6 separate regions of the Mus musculus genome follow, and all the other regions are linked to region 1. A link is a contact called in public HiChIP or PLAC-seq and promoter capture Hi-C data. All regions are on one chromosome and are shown on one strand. Each heading gives the region's core, a stretch centred on a gene start, on an enhancer-like site or on the middle of the called end of the contact. The rest is flanking DNA. Distances are from core to core; before and after follow the strand shown. Region 1 holds the start of Sec22b (SEC22 homolog B, vesicle trafficking protein). Region 2 overlaps Notch2 (notch 2). Region 3 has its middle 2.6 kb from the start of n-TQctg2. Region 4 overlaps Notch2 (notch 2). Region 5 overlaps Notch2 (notch 2). Region 6 overlaps Notch2 (notch 2).

What was found. Promoter capture Hi-C pulls out the DNA fragments that hold promoters and counts their contacts. HiChIP or PLAC-seq counts read pairs in DNA pulled down with a chosen protein or histone mark.
Region 2: an H3K4me3 HiChIP or PLAC-seq map of bone marrow-derived macrophages shows a contact between it and region 1, with 4 times the contacts expected there. The contact joins the enhancer-like site here to the promoter of Sec22b in region 1. A contact is called at or near these places in 26 of 39 promoter capture datasets (the 3T3-L1 cell line, 3T3-L1-derived adipocytes, the C10 cell line and 17 more), 1 of 15 datasets of contacts at CTCF or cohesin (large pre-B cells), 11 of 484 Hi-C or Micro-C datasets (B cells, CD8 central memory T cells, bone marrow-derived macrophages and 7 more), 9 of 115 datasets of contacts at active chromatin or transcription factors (the NIH/3T3 cell line, the SCID.adh cell line, bone marrow-derived macrophages and 5 more) and 3 of 9 other capture datasets (adipose tissue, liver and macrophages).
Region 3: a contact with region 1 is called in an H3K27ac HiChIP or PLAC-seq map of trophoblast stem cells, with 25 read pairs. The contact joins the enhancer-like site here to the promoter of Sec22b in region 1. A contact is called at or near these places in 20 of 39 promoter capture datasets (the 3T3-L1 cell line, the C10 cell line, the HPC-7 cell line and 15 more), 2 of 15 datasets of contacts at CTCF or cohesin (CD8 T cells and embryonic stem cells), 26 of 484 Hi-C or Micro-C datasets (the AML12 cell line, B cells, CD4 T cells and 18 more), 34 of 115 datasets of contacts at active chromatin or transcription factors (CD8 T cells, the SCID.adh cell line, acute myeloid leukemia and 24 more) and 5 of 9 other capture datasets (adipose tissue, embryonic stem cells, liver and 2 more).
Region 4: a promoter capture Hi-C map of liver shows a contact between it and region 1. The contact joins the enhancer-like site here to the promoter of Sec22b in region 1. A contact is called at or near these places in 17 of 39 promoter capture datasets (the 3T3-L1 cell line, the C10 cell line, the HPC-7 cell line and 12 more), 1 of 15 datasets of contacts at CTCF or cohesin (the NIH/3T3 cell line), 9 of 484 Hi-C or Micro-C datasets (CD8 central memory T cells, LSK cells, Th2 cells and 6 more), 12 of 115 datasets of contacts at active chromatin or transcription factors (the NIH/3T3 cell line, bone marrow-derived macrophages, double positive thymocytes and 7 more) and 4 of 9 other capture datasets (adipose tissue, embryonic stem cells, liver and 1 more).
Region 5: a promoter capture Hi-C map of liver shows a contact between it and region 1. The contact joins the enhancer-like site here to the promoter of Sec22b in region 1. A contact is called at or near these places in 9 of 39 promoter capture datasets (the C10 cell line, the HPC-7 cell line, HPC-7-derived erythroid cells and 5 more), 2 of 484 Hi-C or Micro-C datasets (CD8 T cells and bone marrow-derived macrophages), 4 of 115 datasets of contacts at active chromatin or transcription factors (bone marrow-derived macrophages, double positive thymocytes, embryonic limb bud and 1 more) and 4 of 9 other capture datasets (adipose tissue, embryonic stem cells, liver and 1 more).
Region 6: a contact with region 1 is called in an H3K4me3 HiChIP or PLAC-seq map of bone marrow-derived macrophages, with 2.8 times the contacts expected there. The contact joins the enhancer-like site here to the promoter of Sec22b in region 1. A contact is called at or near these places in 3 of 39 promoter capture datasets (3T3-L1-derived adipocytes, hematopoietic stem and progenitor cells and liver), 1 of 484 Hi-C or Micro-C datasets (bone marrow-derived macrophages), 5 of 115 datasets of contacts at active chromatin or transcription factors (the SCID.adh cell line, bone marrow-derived macrophages, effector CD8 T cells and 2 more) and 3 of 9 other capture datasets (adipose tissue, liver and pancreatic islet).

The regions. Positions count from the first base shown.
Region 1 is chr3:97,899,776-97,902,604 of GRCm38.p6, forward strand. It overlaps Sec22b (SEC22 homolog B, vesicle trafficking protein), which reads left to right and starts at 1,452. Exons shown (of 5, transcript NM_011342.4): 1 at 1,452-1,645. The coding sequence starts at 1,571.
Region 2 is chr3:98,127,642-98,130,470 of GRCm38.p6, forward strand. The region is part of intron 22 of Notch2 (notch 2); the gene reads left to right. Among named protein-coding and RNA genes, the nearest start is that of Adam30, 32 kb to the right of the region's middle. Within about 2 kb of position 1,355, at least 6 of the 459 cell types and tissues checked have an H3K27ac peak or open chromatin away from gene starts, as enhancers often do. A contact at or near this core is called in bone marrow-derived macrophages, where this site is marked.
Region 3 is chr3:97,682,601-97,685,429 of GRCm38.p6, forward strand. No RefSeq gene overlaps it. Among named protein-coding and RNA genes, the nearest start is that of n-TQctg2, 2.6 kb to the left of the region's middle. Within about 2 kb of position 1,426, at least 39 of the 459 cell types and tissues checked have an H3K27ac peak or open chromatin away from gene starts, as enhancers often do. A contact at or near this core is called in craniofacial prominence, differentiating embryonic stem cells, epiblast stem cells and 2 more, where this site is marked.
Region 4 is chr3:98,104,881-98,107,709 of GRCm38.p6, forward strand. Notch2 (notch 2) reads left to right here. Exons shown (of 34, transcript NM_010928.2): 12 at 2,167-2,277. Among named protein-coding and RNA genes, the nearest start is that of Adam30, 54 kb to the right of the region's middle. Within about 2 kb of position 1,466, at least 116 of the 459 cell types and tissues checked have an H3K27ac peak or open chromatin away from gene starts, as enhancers often do. A contact at or near this core is called in adipose tissue, liver, muscle stem cells and 3 more, where this site is marked.
Region 5 is chr3:98,084,523-98,087,351 of GRCm38.p6, forward strand. All of the region lies in intron 5 of Notch2 (notch 2), which reads left to right. Among named protein-coding and RNA genes, the nearest start is that of Gm40103, 60 kb to the left of the region's middle. Within about 2 kb of position 1,394, at least 102 of the 459 cell types and tissues checked have an H3K27ac peak or open chromatin away from gene starts, as enhancers often do. A contact at or near this core is called in CD8 T cells, the HPC-7 cell line, adipose tissue and 5 more, where this site is marked.
Region 6 is chr3:98,058,574-98,061,402 of GRCm38.p6, forward strand. All of the region lies in intron 2 of Notch2 (notch 2), which reads left to right. Among named protein-coding and RNA genes, the nearest start is that of Gm40103, 34 kb to the left of the region's middle. Within about 2 kb of position 1,463, at least 35 of the 459 cell types and tissues checked have an H3K27ac peak or open chromatin away from gene starts, as enhancers often do. A contact at or near this core is called in bone marrow-derived macrophages and hematopoietic stem and progenitor cells, where this site is marked.

The DNA of each region.
Region 1 (2,829 bases), core at 202-2,701:
AGCTGTGGCAAGCAAGGGAGGATGTGATTGTAAATACAAGGCCAGCATAGGTGAGTTCTAGGCCAACCAGAGCTGCATAGCAAGACACTGTCTGGAGGGGGGAATTATATATGAAAGAGGAGAGATAATATGAGAGAATGCTTATTAATCAGTAGCTAGAGCTGAACTTGAGCTCAAAGCCTGTTTACATCACTTCTAACTACATGACCTGCTTGGAAAAATCTTTGCAGTCTTCCCCAAGTATAAAGTGAGAGCCTTCAGCTAACAAATTTCACAGAGTTGTTTAGTTAAATGTTCAGATAATCATAAGACACTAAGTATTTAGCAAAGAATAGTTATTACTAATGTAATAAGTATATTTGTATAATTCCTTTCTTTCTTTCTTCCTTTCTTTCTCTCTCTCTCTCTCTCTCTCTCTCTCTCTCTCTCTCTCTCTCCCTCCCTCCCTCCCTCCCTTCCTTCCTTCCTTCCTTTTCTAAGTTTACAAAACCCCTGTACCTCCACGTTCTTCTCATTTAATATTTACAAAAACCCTCTTGAGGCCAAGAATATCCCTATCTCATTGATGAGGACACCAAAGAAGAGAGAGATGAGAACTCTTCCTTAACGGTGATTATCTAGAGGTTGCTTCAAAAGCAAGTGAAAACCAAATTACTGGAAAGCCTGGTAAGATTCCCCTTTCTATACCATGATAGAGGCAGCCAAGAACCTAGATTTGGGGAGGCTAATGATGTATGTGATCCCCCTGTACTTCTTCATTTATTAATATATGCATATATATACATATATATATGAATAAATATATATAATACTAAATATTGCTGATCTCTTTTTAAAAGTTTCATGTGTGGGGGTGGCTTACTTCCGCTCCTGCCTGTGCAGCACGTGCATGGAAAGGTTGGAGAGGCCAGAAGAAGGTGTCAGATTCCCCTGGAACTGGAGTTACTGATGGTTGTAAACCAGCATGCGGGTGCTGAGTTGAACTCCGGTCCTCTGAAAGAACAGCCAGAGTTCTTGATCCCTGGGGCGGTCTCTCCAGCTCCTATTTGCCAATCTCTTACCACAAACTGTTTAAGAACTTTGTGACAGTATAAACACCCAGGCCAGAAAAACCCTCAAGAAACGAATCTCTGCTGAGACATACACAGATTATAAAATATTATACATAAAATGCTCTGTAAAAAAAATCTGAAAATACATAGCTTTACAGTTGCTTCATACTCCATTCGTCTAAAAAGTTCGCTCTCAGTCACCTTTCAAGCCCTACTAAGCTTGAGCGCCACTCCTCTTGCAGAGACACCACTTAGTGGAAACAAAAATTCACAAATGTGGGCGGGACTTGGTCGGAGGAATGACTGCGGAACTAAAGTTCCCGGTGGTTGTGGTTCTCGGTGGGAAGCCAATTGAAAGGACCGGTAGTGGAAAGCTCTGAAGTCGTTTCCGGCCACCTCAGCGGGAAGCGGAGACGCCAGCGGCTAGCTGTTGGGGACCTCAGCCGGAGGTGTAACTGGCCGCCGCCGGAGAAGAAGGGACAGTGACTGAGGCGGCCTGGTCTCCGTAGCCAGGGAAGATGGTGCTGCTGACGATGATCGCCCGTGTGGCGGACGGCCTTCCGCTGGCCGCCTCGATGCAGGAGGACGAGCAGGTAAGCTGCTGCCGGAGCCCCGAGCTCGCCCTGCTCCCGGCTAGTGAGACCCTAGCGACCTCACAGACTCCTTCCCCCTCTTCTCGAGAGCTCTTTTACCGTTTGCTCGTGAAAAGACTACCTGTGAGAAGAAATCCTTGTGGAAGGAGTTAGAGTTATGGTGGTAACTGTTCCTCTCTACACAGAAGCCCCGGAGAAAGCTTATCCAGGTTTAATTTGATCACCCAGTTTGTGATGACTTTTTAGGGACCTTCTTAGAATTTAGGACTTTTCTTTTGGGCTGCTGTTAAGGCTGCTGACTAATATATCTGGGGAAGACCAACCCTTGGTTTCTTCACCTCGCTTTCCTGTAGCTCTTGATCCTTGACCTAGCTCGATGACATATTTTGATAGAGGATGAGGTAATATTGCCACTTACAAAGTTGTCAAGGTTCAGTAAAGTGCCTACTTTCACGGCTATGCCTGATTTTCTCCTGCTCTCATAAAGTATATTATTCAGATGAGCCCAAGAATATGATCCGGACAAAGGAGATTGGGGGCTGGGAGTCTTAGAGAACACTTCCTTTGAAAAATATTTTCCCCGTGAGGGGTATCAGTGGGGTAGAGATGGGCAGAATCTGATCAGTTGCACTGAAGTCTAATGGAGGAGAGGGACCAAAGTGGGTCTGAAATGCTACTCAATATCAGTGGGCCCCTACTCTCTGCTTTGAAATTTTTCTGAAAAAAATTCATGGATTCTTTCTTAATTTTAAACTTGGTATTTATTTGATATTGGTCTGCCAATATTGGTTTGTTTCATTGATGAGAAGTTCTCCACAGAAGTGTTTTGTTTTGTTTTTCTGGTTGTGATTTATCATTTCCCTTTATTAATTTTGATTTTAAATAATAAGCCTTTCTGAACCTTCAATGTCTGCAGAAGCATCGGTCTCAGACTCTTGTTTTACCATCATGATAGTAGACAGAACGTCACACACAGCCTCATATAGAACAGCACTGTCCTGAGAGTGCTAGGGGTGCTATTTCTCTGGCCCTCCTCATACCACCCATGTCAGAGTGTGTGCTCTTATTGCCCTTCACAGGGGCTCTTAGGCTTAAAGTCACACTGCTAACAAGTAGGGTAATGGAATGTGCCCAGGGTTGTTGGTGGTGCTGGTGCTGGTATGGTGCTTTGCTTTGCTTTGGGG
Region 2 (2,829 bases), core at 105-2,604, 230 kb after region 1:
CCCCTATGTCTTCTCCTCTCTTTCATCCCTCTTCTCTCTTCTTACCTCTTCCCCTCCTCTCTTTCTGTTCCCAGAATTCCAAGTAGCCTCAGCCTCAAATTCACTATAGGCATGTACTACCATGCCCGAGTGGTTAATGCCTTTAAATAATGGTATTGGTTAGAACAAGCTACAATTCTAGTGGTAGCTAATTATATATATCAAGTCTCAGATAGCACAATAGTGGTTTTGTTGGGGTTTTTTGTTTGCTGTTTTGGCACTCAGACTTGCACAGGTGTTGGGTTGCTGCCTTTCTTTCTCTGTGCTTTGGGGCTGCAGGCTCCAAGGCAGCCACAGCAAAGGTGGAGAAACTGCATAGGGCTGTGCAGGGGCTTTTACTCAGTGTGGAGGTGACACACATCACGCTCCCAGAGGTGTGTCAGAACCACTCATTACTGTTCTTCCAAGGCCTGTGGAGGCTGAGAACCCAGGAAAGGGCATGCGTTTGTACTGTACCACAGACTACCACATAGACATAGATGCATCCAGTCCCAGAGTGGAACATCTCCTAAGCCAATGAGATTTTTGTCTTTTCTCAATCAATCAATCAATCAATCAATCAATCAACTGATCAATCAATCTCTTTTTCTCTCCCCCTCCTTCTCGTCTATTTCCTCCTCTTCCTCCTCCTTCTTTTTCTTTGTTTTTGTTGTTGTTGTATTGAGACAGAGTTTCTCTGTATATCCCTGGCTTTTCTGGATCTTGTTCTATAGACCAGGCTGGCCTTGAACTCAGGGATCTGCCTGCCTCTTCCTCCTGAGTGCTGGGATTAAAGCCTTGTGCCACTGCTTGGCTCCTAAATACTTCTTTGTGGTAGCTTAGAATAATAATCTAGTATATCTATTGATCTGTTGACTGTTTCTGAGCCAGCTCCTCAGATGTGTCTTCTCGCTGATGTTCCTGCCGTGGTCTTCACCGAGAACTTAGCAGTTAGTCTTACTGATGGTCTCTCACGATACCTGGCTCTCCTTTGCAGTGTTTCCAAGATTGCCTTTTAATGGTCTGTTATAGTGTGGTTCTCTTCCAGTGTGGTCTGTTTGAATGTTTGTTGGATTATATCCTGTGTGCTGATCTTTCCAGGTGCCTGACATAGTGTATATTTGTTCTGACTTTTCCTCTCTGGCCATCCACCCTGTCCACCTGTGACTGCTCCCAGCGACTCTGGAGTTCTCTTACAGTACAGTGAGTTATTCCAGTGCTTGTTCTCAGCACTGTACTCCCAGGCCTTGGATGTTGCCTGCGCATACCTCCTGCTCCCAGTGCATAGGCTAACCTAGAACACTTCTGTCATCCTGTGTTTGCTTCAGGCTAAGAATGAGGTCACGCTCACATGATAAGCTGTGCATCACTGATAGTTCCGTCTACATGGAAGCTTTATGCTTATTTTACTCCTCATGCCAAACACCAAGTATCCTGTGAGACTGGGAGCACGTCCTGGCTTTGTTTGCTTCCACTTTCTGGTTCCCATTTTAATCTAATCTGTGAGTAGATAAGGTGATATGTGCATGTGGACAGGGTAAACATGTCCACATATGCATGGAAAGACATGCAGTAAAGACACACTCCCCACTGTACTCACCCCCAGCACCGCGCCCTCCCTCTCCCCTCACACTGCAGACAGCCTCTTGTGTGTTTCTAGAGGAGTTAAAAGGCTATCTTTCAGAATTGCATTATGTATGTAGGAGCCAAATTCAAAGATAGTTTTACCCCCTCCATTTTTAACTCTAAAGATGTATCAAAGATGCTGTTTTTCTCTTGACCTTTTTACTTAATTGGAATATTTTCATATCAAAATAGGGAACTTCTTCAGTATTTTCTCATAGCTTCAGAATTCCCCTTTATGACAACATTATGTATTGTGCTTAACTGGTCCTCTAGTGATAGACATTGGTGTTTTTTTTTTTAAAGGACACATATAAGTGCACGTTACAGAATGTGTTTTCAGAAATAGAGTCTGCTGGGCCACTATACCGAGGTTAAGTGTCATTTAAGTGGCAATGCTGGCTGCATCCTCTCTATGTAATTCATCATCTAGCATATTTACAAGTTCCTGTTTTCCCACTGGGATTTATCCCTTCCTCCTTTCTGTAGATGCTGTCTGTCCTTACTATGTGCAGAAGTTGTTTGTCTTTGCTGTGTGATGTGGATATTTTCCTGATGTACTGGGGTTGCAATCTTTCAGACGTCTTATTCTGAGGTCGGAATCTTTCAGATGTCTCTGGGGATTTTTTACATGCAGATTATTTCTAATCATATTGAATTTATCCATCTTTTTTATGGCTGCTTGCATCTGAGTGGTAGTTGATTTTATCCTCCATGCTTCAAGATTTATAAAGACATTCTTCTGTGTTTTTATCCTGGACTAGAATCCTGAAGTGGCTTTCCCATGTGACTGGATGGTTGATGTTTTCTACAATGACTTGAGATGGAACTTTGATCAAATTCTAAGCTCCGGTGTGCATTTGGGCTGTTGTTCTGTCCGTCGATTCACAACAAACTTTTAACCATGAAGGACTCTTTTTCATGCTCTCCTGGCTGTGATTTGGTTTTTCTATATCATTTTTTAGTCAGTTTGCCATTAAAAAGTATTGCTGATATCTTTTTGAGATCATATTACCTTCATATATAATACAGTGAGCATGCCTTTTCATGGAGTCGCATAATCAGATAATGTATGTCTTCCATCTGTCCACGTCTCCTCTGTCTGTCCTTCAGAGCACTTGCCTGCAAGGCCACACAGCTTGCTCTGATGCTCTCAGCCATTTGCCTTTTGACACTGCTGCTGACAGT
Region 3 (2,829 bases), core at 176-2,675, 220 kb before region 1:
GTGAAGTCTCATATCATCCATCGAGACTCAGAGGATAGTGACTGGCTTCTGCTCTGGTCCCAAATTGTGGGGTAAACATCCCGTCCCCTATGGAATCTGACCCGGGGGCCCAGATCTGAAGTAATGATACAGGCCAACTCCTCCTGAGACAAAAAAAAAAAAAAAAAAAAAAAAAGAGAGAGAGAGAACTCTCCAGAAGTTTCTGGAGCCCCTTACTTGCCCACAAGATACCTTAGGATACTGGTAGAAAAGTGTAGCCAATAGTTAGGGAAGATTTTGCATAATCCTCTGTTACAGGGTTTGGGGGACACCCTGCTCCAGAACAGACATTTCCGTTCTAGTTTGCTTTTCTGTTGTTGGGATAAAATATTCTGACCAATAGACTCTGGACATATCAAGAGTGACATTGTGTGTGCATTATTTTATGTGAGTCCCACCACTCAACAAGGTAGATATTTCCATTGTTTCCATTTAACAGAGTAGAAAGTGAAGCCTAAAAATGGGAATGGGTGGGTAGGGAAGTGGGGGGGAGGGTATGGGGGACTTTTGGGATAGCATTGGAAATGTAATTGAGGAAAATATGTAATAAAAAATATTTTAAAAAAAAGAAAGTGAAGCCTAAAGCAGTTAACTTGCCTGAGCCAAGAAGTCGCTTTGATTGATTAACAGATCTGTCCTTACTTGTCACATTCTAGAGCTGTTCACGGACGTAGGAGAGAGTTTATTTCGTTTCATAGATCATCGAGGGAAGTCAAGACATCCCTCGACTTAAGGCAGGCACTTGAAGTAGAAACTGTGGAGAAAAGCTTACTTTCTGGCTTGCTCACCTTTTCTGGTTCTTTTTTATTCAGCCCAAGCATACATAACTAAGGTATGAACCGTCATCCACAGTGAGCTGGACCCGCCTACATCAATTAGCAATCAAGAAAATTATCCACAGACATGCCCACGCACAATCCCATGTAGGCATCTTCCCAAATGGGGCTCTGCCTTCCTTGACACACTGTCAAGTTGACCACCAAGATTAGCCGTCGCAGGAGGACACTTGAAATAAGCGTGCTGGAGTCTGGAATAAGAGAGCCCTTTTCACTCCCACGGTCTGCATTCCACAAGTATAAACAACACAGTCACTTCACCAATATAATGAACACTGTAACACACGCCTGCTATGTTCTGCAAAGATGTACTGGCCAGCAACTTTCTCCATGGCGCTCTCCTGAGAACGGCATTTCACAGTAAGAGTCAGCAGCTTTGGTTTCCACTAAAGGAAAAGGCCACACTGAAATTTGAACACGGATCGCTGGACCCAGAGTCTAACATCTGCACCTTTACACCACGGAATCACAGCCCTGAGTAGCTTCTGATTGGCTGTAGATATGCAAATCCACCCCTCACCCCACCTCACCCCCGCCCTCAAGAATTTCCTCCCCAAGCACTTATCCTTGTCAGACTGGATCCAAGCAGGAGTTGTCAGATGCGGGGCTCACGCCCTCCTCCTCGTTGTCAGCATTCCTTTTATGCTCCGCCCCACAATTACCTGGCAACAGCCAGGTTCGCCTGACTCAGTATAAAAGGGGCTGCTTGCCTCTTCCTCATTCTCCACTCTCTTACCCTCTTACTCTTTTCCTTCTCAGTCCCTTCTCTCCCCATTCCCCTCCCCCCTCCCTCTCCACTGTCTCTACCCCCTCAACTCTCCTCCCCGAGGCCTAAATAAGCTCACCGAAGGGAGAAGGGGTGTCTCAGCATAGGCCCGCAGAGACATCCCCTTCCAACTCACCATACCTCGCGCTCTACCAAACATGTTCCTGGCTCTTTCTTTTTATAAAACACAACACTCACTGACTGTTCTTGTTTGTCCTTCCCAGAATGAGAACAAATACTTTTTTGGGTACGGGCGCAAAGAAGGGCGTTTTAGGCTGGTCACAAGGCCCCAACCCTTCACGTTGCTGGAGCTTTCTGTTCTGATGTAAGATTCCAGCCCCAAGTATGCCTTGCTTTTTCTTTGTAGTTGTCCACTTCCTACCCTCAAATGGCCGCTGGTGATTTTCGGTGCAGGATTTGGACTTTACTGGATTCCAATCTCCTCTATCCCCACCCCCGCCCACTAGTCCTTTTCGAGTCTTTTATCTCTGCTTCCACGTGCTTTCCTTTCTGCCATCCCCTTGTAACATTCTCCAGTGCTTCGGGTCCAGCCTCTGTCCTCCTTGACATACTTTCTTTTTGTGACAGTCCGTGTGGTGAGGTGGGGTGATAGTCAACGTAGAAAGGGCTATGGGAGAAGATGGGGAAGAATGTGTGTTCTCTTGGCCCTACCTTTTGGGTGAACCCCAAACAGGCAATGTTCTGCCAAGGAAGGCAAAATCAACTTCCTTCCTTCCTTCCTTCCTTCCTTCCTTCCTTCCTTCCTTCCTTCCTTCCTTCCTTCCTCCCTCCCTCCCTCCCTCCCTCCCTCCCTCCCTCCCTCCCTCCCTCCCTCCCTCTCTTTCTTTCTTTCTTTCTTTCTTTCTTTCTTTCTAGATTTATTTAATGTATATGAGTACACTGTAGCCCTCTTCAGACACACCAGAAGAGGGCATCAGATCCCATTACAAATGGTTGTGAGTCACCATGTAGTTGCTAGGAATTGAAGTCAAGACCTCTGGAAGAGCAGTCAGTGCTCCCATCTCTCCAGCCCCAAAATCAACTCTTAAAATTTTAAGAATTTCACAACCACAGAGATCTTCTCTGCCCTTGGAGTCCCTGAGGAAAGGGAATGGGTGCCTACTGGCAGACAGTTGGGGACAGCGCACAAAATGTGACTTTACTTGGGCAGGTTCTCAAGAAAGCCCG
Region 4 (2,829 bases), core at 216-2,715, 210 kb after region 1:
GGAACGATCTTGGACACAGCTTTAGCTGGAGACAGAGGGATACTGTGAGAGATCAAAGGGAAATGTCTGAGTGGAAGATTAACCAGTGTGAGCCTTGCGGAGCAGAGGGCCTACTGGATACACGGGGTGATTTGTAGGGGCTCATCCTGGACTTAAGGAAGTCGGCCTATGGAGGGGGCAGAGGCAGGGGAGTGGGGAGCTGCCCTGATTTCATTGTGTTACTTCAAATCCATTTCTTCAAACTTGTCAAAGGTCCTGGTCTTCATCCAGGGCCTCACACATGCCAAGTTTGAAAACAAAGTCCTTTTTGAATTGCTCAAGCATACGAAAAACATCCCATGCCTTCACAGCTGAGAATGTGGGTCCCCTCCCCACATTTAGATAACTCCCTCAAAGGACTGAATAGGGCTTTGTGAAACCTTCCAAAAGCAATTTGCTTCCGGGCTGGTCCCCAGACATGAGAAATTGCAGTACGAAGGAAAAGTGAGAGATTTACAAGCAGTTGAATAGGGGCCTTTAGAATGGAGGGGCTGTGTTAGGCTTGCTGTCTCCCTCATTGTAACAAACACGCTGGAAACCTGGCGAGTGGTGGGTTGGCAAGAACTTATTTTCCTCTGGGATTATATCCTTGTGCCAGAGTGTATCAGGTATACTTTCCTTCAGGGACAGAGGCAAGAAGTTAATATTCATGGTTTGCAGCAGGCAGCATGCAGAGAGAGGCCAGACCCATTGCTGCAGCTGTTTGAAGAGTTAGAGCAAAGAGCTGCAGGCAACATACAGACTTGCTGGTCTGTGTTCAGTAGAAAGGAGCTGGCAGGTGCTGCCGGCCTGGCTGGAAAGTCCATTTAGGGGACAGTGTGGATAGACTGTCACGGAGTCACGATTTCTGATCGATCCAGGTATCATGCAGTCTCTGTTGGTAGTTTGATGTTTGGAAGGAAGGAATCATCATAGCTTGCTCACCGTTCCTGTGGTTTCCACTGTCTGGGTGCTCAAAGGGAGAGACACGCTCACTGTTAGGGTCTTCTCTCATCTGTCCTTTATAATGATAAACTCTTGGAATAATTAGTTCTCTTGAGTTTCAAGTCACCTAAAATGGCTTGATCTAGCATAAGGAAGAGAAAACAGAAAAGCAGCCAATTCAGCAACAGCATAGAAGTCTCCTCGGGCTCTAAGAAACAGTAGAACCCCAGACCTTGTCAGAGGAGAGCTGCAGACCTGAGGCCCCAGAGGGCTGCTCTGCCAGTGTAGACGCTTGTGGGCAGCTCAGCTGAACCAGGACCTCAGGGTCTGGAGCTGTACTGGCATGCTAGGACTTCATGGACTGGGGGCCGGAGGCTAAAAGGCCCACCCCTGCATACAGGAATATGGAAGCTTGTCTCTCATTAATGGTCATTGTGGTTAGCCTCAGCGACATAGGAGGGCTGCATGACATTCTGGAGCTAGCATAGAGGTGGTAATTATTAACAAATGTCTGATCACTTACAGATAGGACGGTTGGTGAGTGACTCAAATGGTGACATTTGGTCTAGGAGCTTTATCTGTATTCTTACATGAGATTTTACTTTTACACTTTTTATACCACAAAACAGTCTATGGACCCCACATAGCTTGCTTAGATGCACTTTAATGATTGCAGTATGTTTTCTTGTTTTGTTTGTTTTGTTTTAGTTAAAATGGGATTCTAGAACGGTAGGCTGCCGCTGTTTCAGTTCATGGTTCAGGCCATGGCTGCTCCTCCTGGCTGTGATGCTCTCTCAACCTGAGGGCTGAGAGTTAACAAGTTACACAGTGACAGATTTTATTGTCCTCACCAAAGCCATGAAGCGGGCATGTGTTTGTTTGGCTGTGGGTATGTAGATATGTGTCCATCTGGTTGGGGCCTGCAGCCTGGATCCTGGCAGAGATGCTGACAGTTTTGCCTATATTGCCTTTGTACCGTTTCCATGACAACAGAGTAGAAGGGACAAATCATGGCTAAGTATGAGTAATCCAGTCCTCTTGGCTTCTCAGTTCTGGCTTCTGTGGACTGTACTTGGCGATGCGTCGCTTTGTTCTGATCGGATGGCCTGGATCCCCTACAGACTTCTGACTGAGTAGCACCACAGGCGGAAGTGCTGACATTCCTGTGGTAACACAGAATCATTTCTCTGGGTCTCTTTACAGGCCTTAATTGTGAAATTAATTTTGATGACTGTGCCAGCAACCCTTGTATGCACGGAGTCTGTGTGGACGGCATCAATCGCTACAGCTGTGTGTGCTCTCCGGGATTCACAGGTAACACTCCTTGTCTTTGGAGGGGGCCTCCTTTAGCCCCATCAAGCTGGGAAAGGGGTCCCTCAGTGAAAATCACTTTTTCACCTGTTTCCTGTTTCTCATCGTCTCTGGAAGGTTTGCAGTCTGCTCTGTACTTCTCTTTCTGTTCCAGACCTTCCTAAGTGGAAACACAGCCTTTCCTTTAGCGTTTCAGGCCACGCGTGTCTTGCTCCCTGAGACTTCCTAGCAGATGGTAACTTTCCATCCCCGTGCTTGGGTTAATGCCTGCAAAGCCACCTTTGCTTCCCCACAGGCAGAGGCCAGTGCCTTCTGTAAGGCTGTGTCCAAGGTAAACGTGCATGGAAACACTGGCTGCTCACCCTGGGGTCTCGCCTCTCCCGGGAGCCTGTTTGGGGAGGGCATAACTTGAGGAGACCACCACATAGTTTGTCTACAGTGAGCAAGATCTTTTTGCCCATGAAAAGAAAGTAGATTAGAATTATTCTGCATTGTGACTCTTCCTTAGGTATGAACCTCTAGAGAGTTTGCACATGTGCCCATAGGTGAAGTATA
Region 5 (2,829 bases), core at 144-2,643, 180 kb after region 1:
CAGAGGTAGTTGTGTTTCCCAGGAGCCCTGTTTTTATTGCTGCTAGTGCTCTGAGCTCTACATAATTGACAGGAATGAGCAGAGCTTCAACTCACGACTTAGATGTGTCAGCATCTTAATGTGCTAATTGCATATTTTCTATTAGCGGTATAACCTATTGAGTATCCTTCTTATTAGATGATGATGATGCACAATGCATACCTAAAAGAATTAAATTATCTGCCCTTGGTAAATAAATCGTGATTGGGTTCATGTTTTAATCTAGATTTATTGAGTTTCAAATCTGTGGTCTCTTTTTTTCTGTATCAAGAGGGCTCTGTGAGGTGGCCTTTTATTTTTTATCTTTTACGGATAAAGACCATTGAAGTGCCTTTAATGCTCAAAAATTCAATTTCTGATTTCATTATTCTAGGATTTCATGATTTGTTTTCCCTTCTTGGGAACCTCACCGGTGACTCTGAGGTTAGGAGTTCACACCGCGTGAAGGGTTCATTGCCAGTGCGCTGCCTCTTGCCTGTACCTAAGAGCCTGCTGCAACTGATCATAACCCCCCTCGGCTCCCAGCTGTAGTTGAAGTCTGCGCTGCTTGGCCTGCGTTTGATAGGCAAAGAGGGCTGTACGGGACTAGTGGGAGAGGAGAGGAGGTTTCTAGCCTGCCCCAGGAGAGTGGCAGAGGTTACTTGGTAGAAGGAACCGGCATGGGTTTGCACATCCATGGGGAAATCGGGAGGTTGCCTCGTCCTTCGTGAGGACAGCAGGACAGTTTTGCTCCATAAGTGGGTTAGCAGGAAACACCACCCTTCTCGGCTCTAGACCTCCAGGTGAATAGAAGCATCTCCAGTTCGGTTCATCGTTGATTTGCAGTGAAGAGTTTCTTTTTCTTGGGCTTTGTTTATGGCCTGTTATACCCCGTGTATGTTACGTACTCTGTGGGGGTCTTGACAATCAGGGTGCAGCAGTAGGTCTTGTAGCCTTTGTGTTTCTTCAGCAGCATCAGTTATGATGAACACTCTGGAGCAATTTGTTATGATAGCTGCTAGTCATGTGCCTGAGAGAGTCTGACGTGTGACATGTCTGAATTCAGGGGTGTTGTAAGTGCTGCACAATACCTGATTTCTGAGGAGGTTGATAGGAAAAGGTTAAATATTCCATTTGGGAATGTTTAGAGATTAAGTCTCACAGTTACAGTGTTTTAGATGTATTGAGTTTGAAGGGTTAATTTCACTTTTTTTTTTAAAGTGGCTGTTAGGAGTTTTAGAAGCACCCGTGTGCATCTCTGTTGTTTCTGTGTGAGAGGTGCTGCTACAGCTTCAGGGGCTGTGCAGAGCTGGCTGCTGCTGGCCCCTCGGCTTAGGGCAGAGCAACTCTGCCTCTGGGTACTCCATGGTGAGCAAGCCAGCCTCCTTCTGACCTTGTTTGGCGGTAGCTCCTCCCCAGGGGCTGGGTGGGGCTGTTGTAGCTCAGTACAGAGCTTTTCATCTTCAGTCACTAGTGAGGGTTTTCCCAAGTCTACAGGCCCCCAGAACTAGGCAGCTCTGCTCACGTGTGTTGGGGGTGGGTTGACTGATGGAGAAAGTGAATATGCAGATATTCCTTAGGCAGGAAAGTACAGAGGGTTGGTGCAGGCTCAGCACAGTTGCATTTATTATGCAGCCGTTGTTGGACTCCTGCCTTCTTATCAGGATAGCTCTACTCTGGCAAATGTCCACGGAAGGGAAGAACTTTAAAAAGCCCCAAATTTATGAGGGCAGTGTAGATTAATGTTTTGTCTACATAGATGGTTATTTGAATTTTCTTCTTAAAGGTTCATTTCCTTCAGAATTAAAGTTGACTCTAAGCTCAACTCACAAATTCCTCTGTGTGGCTGCTTTTGGTTTTGAGTTCATTCCCAGGGCAGATGTGATTGATTTTCCTGCTCTCATTATTAATCCAGAAATGTAATTTCAACTTGGGCTTGGAACACTGCTTTGGGACACGAAGCAGAGGCAAGCAATGAAAGTTAGGTAAATTTGAGTCAATCAAGTGGACCACATCTTCTCTTCACTCTCCTATATAATAAAGGCAGTGAGCCTTCAGTGGGGGTTAGGATTGCTCTTGCTCTGGTTTCAGAAAGAACATCTGGCCTGAATTTGAGTGCTTGTGCCAGAGGTGGGCCGCGAGCTCCAGGGTTTTCGAGCAGAGTCTGTGTGCTGGAGTTTGGATGCTGAGTGAGGTGGTTCTGCTTTGGTCACTCTGATTGGTGAGTTGCCCTGGAAACACTCACCACCCTGTGTGTGTGTGTGTGTGTGTGTGTGTGTGTGTGTGTGTGAAGACTATAGGGATGGAGCGGGAACATATCTTAGGCTGAGACACTCTGTCTGAGAAGATGGGAAAACACTCCTCACACTTCACCTTCTTTGTTCACCGGTTGTTACAACTTGACCTCCAGCCCACCTTCTGGAATGCTGCCTTCCCACCCCCAGTTTTGGTTTCCTGTCAGTTGACAGATCACCCGGGTGATCACCTGAAGCATCCACATCCTAGAGGCCCCTTTACAGCTGATAGGAAGCCATGTGGGTGGAAACAGCTGCGAAGGCATGGGCTAGACCAGGAAGGCCTCCTGCCCGTGGTTCCTTATTCATATCTAGCTTGGGCCTCACTATAGGCCAGCAGTGTATTCCAGGTTTTTAAGCCCTTACGGAATGACAGTGAGGAAACTCAGAAGCAGACACCTACTGAACAACTCACAGTCCAGGGCGCTCTGTGAGTCTATAAAGAGCACAAAGCTAAGACAAGTCCTACCTTGTAAGTTTTGTCAAAAGAAGATGCAACCCTGCATGGAATCACTAT
Region 6 (2,829 bases), core at 213-2,712, 160 kb after region 1:
TTGGAGATTGTTTGGTCCAGCATCTTACTTTTAGAAAATGCTTGGGGCTCTTGGAAGGCCAGAAGAGCGCATCAGAGTCCCTGAAGGCAGAGTTACAGAGGGTTGTGAGCTGCCAGGTGAGTTCCAGGAACTGAATTCTGGTCCTCTGCTTGAACAGCAAGTGCTCATAACCACCGAGCCCTCTGCCCAGAACCAAGCATCTTCTTTTTAACACAAGGGAGACTGAGGATCAGAGAGGTAAAGTGATTTGTTCAAGGTAACATGTCCAGCAGCAGAGCCAAGGCTAGGCTGAGGAAAGGGCTGTGGGTCAGCAACTTTACCAGAGAGATCTGGGGCCATCCTGGAGCCCTTGGCCAAACATTGTAAAAACTTTAATATTCATTTAGATAGACAAAAGGTCACAACCGTTGGACACACATGGCTATGTACGTTTGCACACATGTTTTATATGTGACAGACTTGGATTGTGAGTGTTTACCCACACGTGTATACACTTGTGAATGCACCCATGCCCTCAGAGTCTCCCATAGAACCGTCCTGAAGGCTGCTGGGCAGTGCTGAGGAGAGTGTGGGTCCATCTGTAGTGGCTTTGCCCACATCTCTAGTCAGTGAAGCACCTTTCCAGAAATGATGTAGAATGTCTGTGGCATGGACCATGATAGTTCCTGCTGTAGACTGTCTTTGCTTACACTTGTGACCTTGGCCTTGGGCTCCATCTGGAAGCACAGATCAGCCTGGGCCGGTCAGCTCTGGCTTTGCTGTGCTTGCTGCTACTGCCCCACAAGTGTCTCTGCACTTCCCTTTGCCTTCGCTTTGGGCACAGTGGAGTGGTAAGTTCAGCGTGTCTGTTGGATGTTTAGTTTCTGTAGTATGAAAGGCCACAGACCACTATAAAGTCTCAGATAAGTTTTACTCCCAAGAATTGATCTTCCTCCCTCCCCCTGATAGGCAATGACTCTGTTTTTAAGAGGAGTAGTTAGGAACCATAATTATTTTGCAGATGTCTACTGTTTTAGGTATTTATTTATTTATTTATTTAGGTGTTGGCAACCAATCTGGAGTCTTGCTGTTGTCAAATGCTCTACCTCTGAGCTATGCTCCCAGTCTTTGTTTTTCTCTATACAGATGGTGTGGCATTGGGCTGTCTTTCTGAAATTAAGCATACTTCATAATAACTGCTTCTCAAGTGGCCTGGTTTCTATAACCCTGTTTTGTTTTTTGTTTTTGTTTTTGTTTTTGTTTTTTTTTTGTTTGTTTGTTTTGTTTTTCTCCTTCTCTTTCTTTTGCTCTGGTCTTGGGAGTTAAACCTAGGGACTCACACAGGGGACTCGAGGGTTCTACCAGCTGAGCATTATTATCTCTTGCAGAAATGGCCTTATTTGCAGTGAACAAGAGTTCACCTAAACTGTAAGCCTTTTGCCTTTATGATGTCAGTGGTGTCCTGCCCTCGAGCAAGTGTCAGCAAACTTCCTTAAAAATGCTAGATATCACATCTTTTAGGCCAAGAGTCAAGCTGACAGTTCTGTGTCACTTTATGCCCATTTAAAATGCCACCAGTGACAGTTCCTGAGCTGATGATCCAAACATAGATGGTGGAGTGTGCCAGCCCACCTTAGGGCTCAGGAGCCATTGGAAAGCTTCCTGTTTCCCCAGAAGTGCCAGATGCCAGAAAGCCACTGTTTCTGCTGTTTGTTCTTGATTTAATGTGCAATGATGTTCTTGAAGCAGAGGAGCTGAGATCACAACAGTGAACTACCCTTGATCCCTCTGCTGCCCGCTTTTGGTCGATGCCATCTCTGGCTGAGGTGATGTGTGCTAGTTACAGCCAGGGTTTCTACTAAATTAACGAGGAACATCATTCAAAGAAGTGAACACCACTCATTTTTCTTTGGCAATTAATTGTTCTCATTACCATCAAAGTAATAAATGTTAGTTGGTGTAAATGCCATAAAAGTTATCTTTTGTGTGGACAAGTTTTGGGGTTGGGTGTTGTGACAGTGGTGGTTTAATAGTCATGTTTGCTCTTAAGAGCATCTTGAGAGGCTTGCAGGTAAATCTGGCAGAGCTGGTGCTGCCTGGTGTCTGCTTCTGGGCACAGCAATGCAGTGTGAGCCTCTTACATGGGCACTGCAATCAATTTCTGTTGTATGTGACAGTCAGAGGGTTTATGTGCAGCAGATATGCACTCTGAAAGCTGAGTAACACACACACACACACACACACACACACACACACACACACACATATATATTAGGAAAATGTGATTTAAAGAAATCTATTCCATATGGGGTAGGGCAGCTTTGAATAGCCTTGGGTTTATGAAGGTTAAGAGGTAGGTGCTTTGTGTATCAAGAATCTTAATTAGCTTAAAGATCCTTTAGGTAAACAGCTCAACCCAGTGGTTCCCAAACTTCCAGTGTAATTGAAGTCTGGAGCCTTTAAGTTGTAAAGATTATGTGGACCCTTGCATCTTGCCCTTTGGCATCCGTTAAGAATTTGAACAGCTGAATGGCTTCCATATGCTAGTCACTGTGTTTGGCACATAGGGTATAGTAGAGAATAACTCTTGTCTATTAGAGAAGATAAATAATTGTAGTAAAGGTTAATGCACTGTGTCAGATTTATGGGAACATAAAGTGGGGATGTCCCTTCCAAACCTTCTCTTTCCCTTTCTCTCCTCCCTCTTCCCCTTTCTTCTCCTTCCTGTATCTTCCCCTCCTCTCCTTCTTTTGGGGGTGGGGACAGGGTCTTATTGCCTGAGCCTCTCGAGTGTGCTTACAGGCAGCATGAGGCTGCCAGCAGGAAATAACGTTTAGGCAGAGGCTTGGA